Linked DNA regions of Hordeum vulgare: region 2 is linked to region 1. Evidence: chromatin contacts called from public Hi-C data. All regions are on one chromosome and are shown on one strand. The core of a region is the stretch at or near the end of the contact, and the rest is flanking DNA. Distances in the headings are between cores, read along the strand shown.

Region 1 (5,625 bases), core at 859-3,358:
TTAACTGATGGAAGTTTACTCGGATTTCCTTTTTTGTGGAATCGTTGTTGGACTAACAAAATAGCAAACAATAGTAGCTAGCTTTCCCGAGAAAATATCAAAACCGCAATCTGCACCAATTACCGAGGAGAAAATTGAAAATTTGCCACTTTCAATATATGGGTTCTTAAAATTGTCATTTTCAAGATTGGCTTCGCACATTTGCCACTTAGCTCGTTGGCTCCTTGATTATCATTCCACTTTCCTCCTACTTTTGATTTTCATTTTCCTTTAACATTTATAAGCATTGGAAAAGACCAAACCAGCCCTGATGCATATACACGTACTATCCAAATTTCAGTTGACACTTTGAAGCGGAGGACAGCGTACCGGCCACCTAGAATACCGGGTGATCTCGTCAATGCAGACTGCTTCACCGATCTCCTTGACGCAGAGTGTCGCAGATCGTCTAGAGTCTAGACGTCGCATGCCGCGGATATTCTCAGCGTCACGAGCAGGACGGCGGGCTGTGCAGCTATGGCGCGCGGAGAGACGGCGCGAGCAGCAAGCAGCCTAGTGGCGCCGGCGGGGGCTGCTTCAGTAGCCACTCTTATCGACATCCTCAAGTAGTTGTGTGTTGTTCTCCAATTCAGTGCTAGCTGAACTTCAGAGGAGACCAGAACCTGTAGCCGCGGGCTGGCTCGAGTGCCCGCGGTGGGCCTCATCGGCCGTGTAGTAGGCTCTCCTCACGAGCTCCTCGCGGAAGATGGCGTGTCGCGACTGCGCGCCGGCGAGCACGACGGCCCCGGCCATGGGAGCGGCGGGGCCGGCTTCCTCGCGCCCCGCCACGGCGGCGCGGGCCCGTCTCGCGGACGGCGGCCTTCGGCAGGGGCACGGGAGGGCTCCCCCTTGGTCGGAGGCGCGCGCGAAGGAGAGGGAGGGCGGGGTCCGGCACCGGGTCGCCTGCAGCTCGTCGGCGAAGGCCGGGGCGCCGCGGGGAAGGAGCTCGAGCGCGGCGAGGAGCTGCGGCGTCGAGAGGCGGTGGTGGGGGCGGCACTTGACGGAGCAGGTGACCGCCGCCTGCATGGCTGCTGGTTGGCTTGGCGAGCTGGGGTTCGGCAAGGGGAGTTGGTGGAGATTGAAGAAAGAGGCCCCTGGACTGCAGGTTAGTTTGGATTAAATATAGGGTGGTTTGTGTAAAATGTAAAAAACGATTCGTTCTTTGACTTAAATCCGGACTGCGGGTTGATTTTAGGAAACGTCGGGGGCTTTTTTGTAAATGCCGTGGTAGGTTTTCCGACAGAAGCAATAGCCGTTTTATTATTATAGCAAAAGGGCCCATGCGTTGCAACGGGAGAAAGAAATACCACACGACACACACTCTTAATTTATAAAAAATGTCTATAATTTGAGAATTTATAGTTACGATACAAATAAAGATGGTCTTATCCTACAAAAATGCAGTTTAAAATTTCACAGGTCTTGTATTTTAACACGGCTTGCATGTAGATTTAATACGTACAAAGAATCAATCAAGTGACCTTTAGTTTCATCTCTAATCCTGATTTTGTTGACGTGTTCATTCCCAACCCGGATGAGTACCGGTATGAAAATAAGACGAATAATGACTTATTTATTAAGATTGTACCCTAGATAGTATTTTTATTAAACGTTTAACAGATAAAATAATATCATATTTAAATTCTACATATTTTTCTAATCAAATTCCATGTATAATATGTTAAATTTGGAGTTACGGTTTAAAAGATATAAGTATTTAAAAAAATATTTAATATATACTACGAGTTTAATGTCATAAACAGTAAGGGCTTTTTTGTAAAATCACCTCGGTGGGTTTTCCGACGGAAGCGATAGCCTCTTTATTATTAGGTAAAGATTATATATGTTGGACCCTTGAAGCAAGCAGGCCCGGGCCCACAGTGGTGCCACATGTGTAGCCCGCACAGGGTCCACGATTTTGAGAGGCCCCAAAATATATATATAATATAGGTATATAGTTGTATTAGAAAAAAACCGACTGGACGAGTGGACGTCGTGGACTCGTGGGCGACTGGGCGTCGTGCCTCGTCGTGCTCGATCGATCTGGCCACCGCGTGGTCACCACGAGCCTGGCTGGGCGTCTGGGCCAGTGGGCCTCTAGGCTAGTTGGCAGTTGCCTCGAGCCCTTGAGCGACCTGGGCCTGTGGCCTGTAGGAAACCAGGATCGCGGTAGGCTGTGCTCGTGGCTCGCGGCCTCACCGAAACGTCTTCGATCTGGTGCTCGCGTGCTCATAGAAACGTCTTTGATCTGGTGCTCACTGAAACGGGATCGATCTGGTGCTCGTGTGCGCATGTACGAGTAGCGCTCCCCATCTATATCGGTAAGAAAATAATATCTCATCGGCTCGTCACCTTCGTTGTTCGCATCATAACTGATCACTTCATCTGTTCATCATCGATCCCGCGATCGGATTCAGACCACCGTCGAGACTCGTCTTCTCGTCGGATCGATCCCCATCTATATTATATTAAATACATTATAATTTTTTTGTGAGACATATATACATTATAATTGCTCGTTAGTTCATGTTTTTGTGTGATAAGGCCACATTTTTTTGTTCCGCACAGGGCCCCGGATTTTACCGGCTCGGCCCTGGAAGCAAGAATATATAGTTATGCTTCAGATATTTGTTAAAAGATGGTGTCACATTATGCTGAGTCTAAAATGTTTCTCTTTGTCTGCATTATTTTGTCACATATTTTGTATGTTTTATTATCTTTCATTAATTTTGTTTATTTTGACCACTTATTGAACCATTTGTTTTAACATGGTTTTCTCGGCAACACATGGGGCATCTTCTAGTTATTAATAAAAATGACATTCTATTGTTAATACAAAATTCATGCGCTTTTTAATAAAACAACCATGGCCTTAATAATACAAATGTCATCCTCTCAATAACAACAATAGCATCCTCTGAATAAACAAAATTTGCTATCCTTTTAAAAATAAAAACGCCATCACATAAATACTAAAACTACCATATGCAGAAGTGATAAAAAATCAGGATTTTTGGACGGATTAAAAAATAAATTAACATCGAAAAATTATACATGGCTGTTTAAATACAAATGATTCACGAAAGCCCTTTCAGCCTAATGGCGATGTGTGCCCACATATGTGCAGAAGATCAAACCGGAATCCCCTATTTGCTACTCTTTGCGGCGAATAGTCGGGCAAATGCACAGGATTGGGAGGCGAATGATTCTATTGGGCTGGCCCATTTGGCGTTTCAGTGATCCCGATTTTGGAAACCTTTTAAAGGTTTTCAGTCGGTATTTTTTCGGTTTTGGAATACTAGAAGGTTCCTCGAACGTTTTTTTTTTCTTTTTTACTTTCTGTTTCTGTTTCAAAACATGATCTGAATTTTCAAAAAAATGTTCTTCAAATACGAAACATGTTCCTAAATTTCAAAAAAAGTTCTTGCTTTTAGAAAATGTTTGAAATTTCAAAATTTACTGCTTTTCAAACTTCATTCGTAAATCCAACAAATGTTCCGGATTTTCAAAATTGTTCTTCAAACTTGATTTTTTTGCTTTTCTTAGATAAATGATCTGGATTTTTCTAAAGAAGTTCTAGATTTTCGAAAAATGTTTGAAGTTTTCAAAAAATGTTCTGGATTTTCGCAAACTGTTCTTCAAATTCGATTTTTTTTTTAAATTGTTCTCGATTTAGAATTTTTTTCTTGATTTAAATATGTTTACAAAATTGTTTGGGCTTACAAATTTGTTTATAATTTTTTAAAATTGTTCTCGTTTTGAAAATTGGTTTTCAAGATTCAAAAGAGTTCATGCTTTAAAAATTTGTTCACGCTTTTAAATTTGTTCTCTGTCTTAAAAAAATTGTTCAAAATTGTTTGTGCTTCCAAATTTGTTTGGGATTTTTCAAAATTATTCTTGGCTTTAAAATTTCTTCTCAAAATTCAAAAAAGGTCAGTGATTTAAGAATTTGTTCGCGCTTTCCAATTTGTTCAGGTTTTTTCACAATCGTTCTATTTTTCAAAATTTTGTTCTTCAGAATAAAAAAATGCTCATACTTTTCAAAAATTGTTTTCAAAATTCAAAAAACGTTTGTGATTTAACATTTGTTCATGCTTAAAATTTGTTCGGGTTTTTTCAAAATTGTTCTGATTTTCAAATTTGGTCACAAGATTCAAAAAACATACGTGCTTTGAAAAAGTTTTGTTCAAATTCGAAAAATGGTTTTGCATCTTATACAGAAAGAAAAGAAAAAGGAAAGAAAAAACAAACGAAAAAGAGGAAACAAACAGAAAAAGAAAAAAATAATAATAAGGGAACATTTTTTTCCTTTTCTGTTCATTTCTTTTTTTTTTAAATTAGAAAAAAGGTCTTCAAATTCAAAAAATGTTTTTTCTTCAAATACGAAAAGAAAAGGAAGAAAGAGAGACAAACGAACCAAAAAAGAAACAAAAAAATATTTCTTTTGAAACAAAACATAAAAGTTGGCCCAGGCCAGCTGGGACGAGTCCCTGTGCGATGCAGCTCTTCCGGTCAAACCCACGACTTACATAGAAGCTCCCTGCACGTATATGGGCCGGCGCAGGATGCGTCCCCACATATGTACATATAGGACCTCCCTGCACATATATTTTCTAATTTCTGAATAAATTTATAAAAAGTAGAACATTTTGTGAAACACAAACATTTTTTCAAAAATGAACAAATTTCAGAGGAAGACCATTTATTAAATTATACATAAAAATGGAAAATGCAAACATTTTTGAGAAAACAAGGACAAATATTAATAATCCATATTTTTTTGTAATCACGAACAAATTTCTCAAAATGTGAACATTTTTTTGAAAATTCCTAAATTTATTTTGAATTTGTGAAAATATTTTGAAAGCATGGCTTTATTGATTCGTGAACATATTTGGAAAGTGAAATTGCACAACATTTTTAAATTTGTGAACAACAATTCAAAGGCAAATATTTGTTGAGATCCCTGGAACATTTTGTTATTTGGAAAACAAATTTCAAAAGCATGAACATTTTTTGAATGTGCGAACATATTTTGAAAGTAGGTACATCTTTTACTGTTAAAATAATCCGAGGCAATCCGTCGATCTACCGAGGACCAAACAATCACACGAGCACGACACCAAGATTTGTTAACGAGGTTCGTCGATATGGCTACATCCCCGGGGCCTGACTACGGACGCTCTTCCCCGTGACACCGTCACAATACCGCACCCCAGCCCCCCGGACGTCGGCACACGCCGCCGGTTCCCCCGCGTGCCTGTGTTATTATGTTGGCATAGGTTACATCGTGTGTCTACCCCCGCTATATATGAGAGGCCTAGGATACAAGTGTCCTCCTTGGACACGACTCCATATCCTATCTAAACACACACAACTACAAGTCCAACTGTAACCTACCTTGTACACAATATTATTCGACACAACTCTAACAAACTCCACCTTGGCGAATATTCTCCACCACCTTGAATTCGTCCATGCGTCAAACTTTCATGTGCATTGGACTTGAGCTTATCCCATGAGTACCGCTGCTACTCCAAAGACTCCATGTAACTCCACCTGCAACTTGTAGTCCCTTCTTTTTCT
Region 2 (5,625 bases), core at 1,380-3,879, 36 kb before region 1:
TTAGTGCATGCCCATGAGAGGAAACAAAGGGTCATAAAAGGTGAATTTTATTAACACGGAAATTAACTTTCAAGCTTTTCCTGTTTAATATCAATTATCATGTCAACATTAGTTTAAACATATGCATAAGGAATCACCCAGAGCCAGCTTCATACGTATTTGACGTGGAGAGTAAAATAGAAGGGCTAGCGCGAAAGAAGAGTGCTCACCCAAATGGATATCTGGCCTAGCAGCAGCTGTTGCATCAATAAGGACCATAACTTTCTCATAGTCCAATTCCACAGCATCGTAGACAGTCTGCCGGATGCAATTTGGAGTTTGGACACCTGAAAATCATCACATATATATACAACAGTAAATGTGGCTGCCGATGTGATGTTGGACAATCAAGCGAAAACAAAGGAAGCGATATTTGTTCTAAACAAGGTTTTTCCTACATGTTGTGCTGAACTCTACATCATAAACAATGGAAGCGATCTTTGTTCCTCACAAATTTTAAAAATATTGCTGCATTATACAAAATTTCCCTTTATGGGATTCACGCTTGTAAGGGCAGAGTTATTGCCACCATATGCATTTTGAAAACATGAGACAGGGTATAAACTGCAACAGGAATCAGAAGAAAGTAATGATACAGTTAAAGAAAAGAAACCGACCTTAAAGCAACCAATTACCATTGTAACAAAAAAAAACTTTTACTAAGTGAGTGTGTATCAGTGCTTACCAACAATTACCAAGTTCTTTATTCCTTGTGTCTTAAGAACGGAATCAAGGTGTGTCGCAAAGAAAGCACTAAATCTTGTCTTCACTAACTTGTAGTCGCCTTCTTTGATAAAAAGCCCATCAGCCAGCTCTGCACCTTTCAAACCTTTCACTGTTGGACCCTTTCCTCCAGAGTACAAGTGTCTGCGAAAAAGTTCAACATCTCTTCCAGAAGGGTCATGCTCTCTGACAACCTACATAGTAAAGTTCATTGTCAATCAATACCCAGACTCTAAGAATGGTGACAGTGCCTAGACATCCAAATTACTAGAAACCACGCTAGTTGGTGAAGAAAATAGGGGAAAGTGTGATTACACAAACAGAGGCTAAGCTTGCAGATTGCAATATTCATGATCAAATTAGTATCACAAAGCATGTTTAGCAGAATTTAGAACGGAATGTGCTTCAGTACAACCAATAGGAAACTGATGAATACCTTGCACACACACCACAATGAAGCAAAAGAGGTTATTCCAAAATTGACAATGTGTGCGCTGCATAATACCAGAATTGAGACCATGCTAGCTGGAGTATTCATTTTGCATCAGATTTTAAAATAACACCAAACCATTACAAACATCTGACAACACTCAACTTTCTACTTTATCTAGAAAGAAACAAATAAGGCATACCAACAAGTCAACAAACCACTTAATTCAGCGACCCTCAAATGCCCTGATTGGAAACTTTGATTAGAGAGAATAATACGACTATTGTGTCACGTTCGTGATACATGGCGAAATGTGGAATGTTATCATGTCATTTGGTGCCCTACATGAAACAGTAAAACAGAAAGGGAATTGTTCGAACTTGTAACCGAATCAGGGTAGAGGCCAAAGCCAAATACCTCACCATCTGTCAGCAATTTAATGATTAAACAAGAACAATCACTTTTATGATTAAAAAACGTTGAAGAAGAAATACGGCTAGTAACTTGTGCAAAGCAGGACATTCATCAAAAATAAAAAAACAAGTGAGTGGATTCTGGGAAGAGCGAAGGTCTCATCCTGCAGCAGACAGTTGTTGAACTTGACAAGGAAAATAGTAGGACTTCTACATTATTAGAACACAAGGGGGATTGCAAGGCTAATCGAACTTAACCAGCAAAACAGGAACCGTAGCGCCACGCCGGTAAGAGATTACACAGAACACGTATTAGAATGGATCGCTCCCAAGAAATTAGAGGCCCGTATTGCATAGAAAGAAATCAGAGAATAGGCAAAGCGGCACTAGAAAAGAGGAGCGGTAATTACCCAGACGACGAAGATGCCGCGCTCCCGCGCCACGGCGACGGCCTCAGCGACGGCGGGGACGACGGCCTCGCCGCCGGCGACCAGCACCGGGCTGCCCATCGCCGGGTCCACGAAATCCTTCTGCGACAACCCACAAGCAGGCAGGTCAGGCGACCCACCGAACAAGGAATCCCGAACAAAAGCTGGATTCTTTCCTCACAACAAAGGAAATGAAATGAAGGGGGGGGGGGGGGGGGGGGGGAAGGGGAACGGCCCGGATCGAGAGAGGAACGGAGGGCCCGCACGCACCTGCATGTCGATGACGAGCATGGCCGTCTCGCTCCACTTGCCGGCGGCCGCCATGGGTCGGTGCGGCCTGAAGGGGCTGGTCGGGATCCGGGGGATTATGCTGCCGCCGCCGCCGGAGAGCCAGCGCCTCTTGAGGTAGTGGAGGAGGAACTTGTCGAGGGAGAGGACCAGCACCAGCAGGCACGACAGCAACGCCAGATGCGAGGGCATAAATCGCGCCCGCGAAAGAAGAAAAAACCGCGGTAAGAATCTTCTTCCTTCTTTTTTATTAATCCATGGGGAAGCACTGTTTGAATGATTTTTGTGGAGAGGAATTCGGACGACGCGTGGGATGGGAGAGAGGGAGAGGGTTTGGTCGGAGAGTGGGTGTGGGCGCACCGGGGGAGGTTGAACGGAGGTTGGAGTTGGACGCTGACAGTACCACCAGACGCATCTGTTTGGATTGTGGGAGATGCTTTGCTTGGCAAGGAATATTGGCTTTGGCCATTCCCTTTTTTAGAGAGAGAATTTTTCAATTTATTCATGGCGCGTGCTACGGATCAACCGATTGATTTTCCTTGGTAGCCGTACAATAAGATGCTACCAGCCGCACGATGAGACGCTCCCCATGGTTGCAGCTTCGTGGCACCGGCGACGCTCCCTTGCAGCGCCGGTGGAGCTTCAACGCAACACCGACGCTCTGGCCAAGCTTCATTGCAGCCTCGGCGAAGCTCCAACGCAGCGCTGACGGGTTCGATGAAGCTCCATCGCAACTCCGGTCGAGTTTCATTGAAGCCCTGACGGAGCTCCAACGCAACGTCGACGGCTCCGACGAAGCTCCATGACAACTCCGGCCGAGCTCCATTGCATCCCCGACCGAGCTTCAATGCAGTGTCGACGGCTCCGACGAAGCTCCATGGCAACTCCAGCCGAGCTCCATTGCAGCCCCGGCCGAGCTCCAGTGCGGCCGCAAAAGAAAATAGCAGCTGTTGCGACATGTGCAGGAGGCCGTGGTCGCTGTTTTTCTCCAGAAATCGCAGCAGCGGTGCGCGGTGGTGCGGTGGTCGCAGGCTCATAGCAGACAGCGGAGAATGGGGACGAAGGAAAAGATGGGAAGGAGGGATTAGCGTGTGGAGGAGAAAATGGGCGAAGAGATAAGGTCATCTTGGGGAAGTGGTGGATGGTCCCAGAGGGCACGTGTCAAGCAGCGCGAGCGGCTTATGATTCTTCGTTATCATCCGGTAAATTTAAAACGTTTTAGTACATAGAAGATGGGAAAAAATTTCTGATCAACTAACAAATCCTGCGCTAAATGTCCACCGTCTTTTTTTGTACGTCACGTGCCCACGTGAGCGTGCACCACTGCTTTCATTTTTTTCTTATCTCCAATGAACATACCACATCTACATCTTCTTCCCCAACTTGTTCTCCTACCTCCTCCAGTGCATTAAACCATATGTCGTTGCTACGTCACTCACCCCTCCTCTTCTCCTCCCTTCTCCTTTCTCACTTTCCTCTGCGAAGCATGTCGCTGTCGGAGCACCGTCGTCACCGTCCTGGAGGAGCACCGGTGTGGACAGGCATGGTTGTCGCTTTCTCAAGGTCAGCTGCAAAAGCTGGTACCGCGCAAAACAACAGTTCCTGCAACAACGACGTTGTTGCAATGGCACCTGGGACGCGGTGAAGTTATGTGCTTTGTTGAATAAAATTGCAACAAGGGGTTTGTTGCATGAATACGAAGAAGAGGTCAGAGATGTTGTTGTCAATTTTGCAACAATGTTCTTTTTGCAAGAATACAACGAAGAGGTTGGACATATTGCAAATTTTGCAACTGAGATCTTGTTGCAGGGATTATGTTTGCAACAAGAGTCTTGTTGCACAAAAAAAAGAGAATAAGTTTTCCAACTGGGATCTTGTTGCAGGAACGAGCTTTGCAACAAGGCGCTTGTGGTAGAAAAATAGAAAAGAGGAACGAACGAGATCTTGTTGCAGGAATTATGTTTGCAACAAGAGTTTTGTTGCAGAAAAAATGAGAACAAATTTTGCAACTGAGATCTTCTTGTAGGAATGAGCTTTGCAACAAGGCGCTTGTGGCAGAAAAATAGAAAAGAGTAACGGACAACTCAATCGGACGGCATATATGAGGTGGCAGATCTTTAAAAAGATCCACCGACGGACGCATAGCAGGCCTCATAGAACATCAAAAGTAACGGAAATTACAATCATGTTTGTGGACCACCTTGCGACGACTACAAATACTCACTACAGAAATCTACTTCTTTGGCGTCTGCCATAGCGGACGACAAAGGTCCACTCCACGGACGGCAAAGACCTTTGTCGTCCACCATGAGTATGTGGAGCTCTTACTTAGTCTTTGCGTTGAAATTGTTTGACGACTGAGAATATAAATTGTTAAGTTTTAAGGGAATGCATTGTTTGAACCATGACGTGTGTATTGATTGCTACTCTATCATGAGAAGTTTAATGAGAAAAGTTGCTGGTTAGGATGCTAGAAAAGTGACTGAAACTATTATTGATCAAAATTATATACTATGCTAGCATTCGCACTTCATAAATTACTACTTTTATCATTTACTTACTCGAGGACGAATAGGAATTAAGCTTGGGGATGCTGATACGTCTCCAACATATCGATAATTTATGAAGTATTCATGTCATATTCACCTATGTTTAAAATACTTTTATATGGTTTTGATGCATTTTATATGATTTAATTAGAACTAACCCAGACTGACACTGTTTTCAGCATAATTATCTTGGTATTTTTATGTAAAAAATAGAAGTTCTCGGGACCGCACAAAACTTTTTGACAATTCTTTCTGGACAATATGAGAAATACCGGAGCGAAGGACCACCGCACGTGGGGCACCTGTGGGCCACAAGCCAAGAGGGCGCGCCCTGTTAGCTTGTGGGGCCCATGTGGCTCCAATTGACGTGATTCCAACATTGAAAGTTCCTATAAATCGAGAAACACCCGAAAGTTAACCTATAACTTCCACTCCGCCGCCGCAACTCTCTGGGAAGAAGAAATCTCATCCAAAGCCCTTTATGGTACCCTGTCGGATGGAGCAATCATCAACGGAGGCCATCTTCATCATCCCGGCGGCCACCGTGAAGAGGAGGGAGTAGTTCGCCCTCTGGGCTGAGGGTATGCACCAATAGCTATATGTTTGATCTCTCTCTCCCTCTCTCCATCTCTCTCTCTCTCTCTCTCTCGTGTTCTTGAAATATCACGATCTTGATGTATCATGGGCTTTGTTAATATAGTTGGATCATGTGGTGTTCGTCCCTTGCTATCTGGATGTGATGAAATGATTCTTCC

Evidence for each region. A called contact is a pair of places that touch in the nucleus more often than the background predicts.
Region 2: a contact with region 1 is called in a Hi-C map of seedling, with 2.4 times the contacts expected there. The contact joins the promoter of LOC123411386 here to the enhancer-like site in region 1. A contact is called at or near these places in 2 of 6 Hi-C or Micro-C datasets (leaf and seedling).

The regions. Positions count from the first base shown.
Region 1 is chr7H:45,699,309-45,704,933 of MorexV3_pseudomolecules_assembly, reverse strand. No RefSeq gene overlaps it. Among protein-coding and RNA genes, the nearest start is that of LOC123411386, 36 kb to the left of the region's middle. Within about 2 kb of position 2,108, at least 3 of the 3 cell types and tissues checked have open chromatin away from gene starts, as enhancers often do. A contact at or near this core is called in leaf and seedling, where this site is marked.
Region 2 is chr7H:45,735,413-45,741,037 of MorexV3_pseudomolecules_assembly, reverse strand. LOC123411386 (probable inactive nicotinamidase At3g16190) reads right to left here and starts at 2,629. Exons shown (of 5, transcript XM_045104323.1): 1 at 2,304-2,629; 2 at 2,016-2,135; 3 at 725-956; 4 at 210-326. The coding sequence starts at 2,513.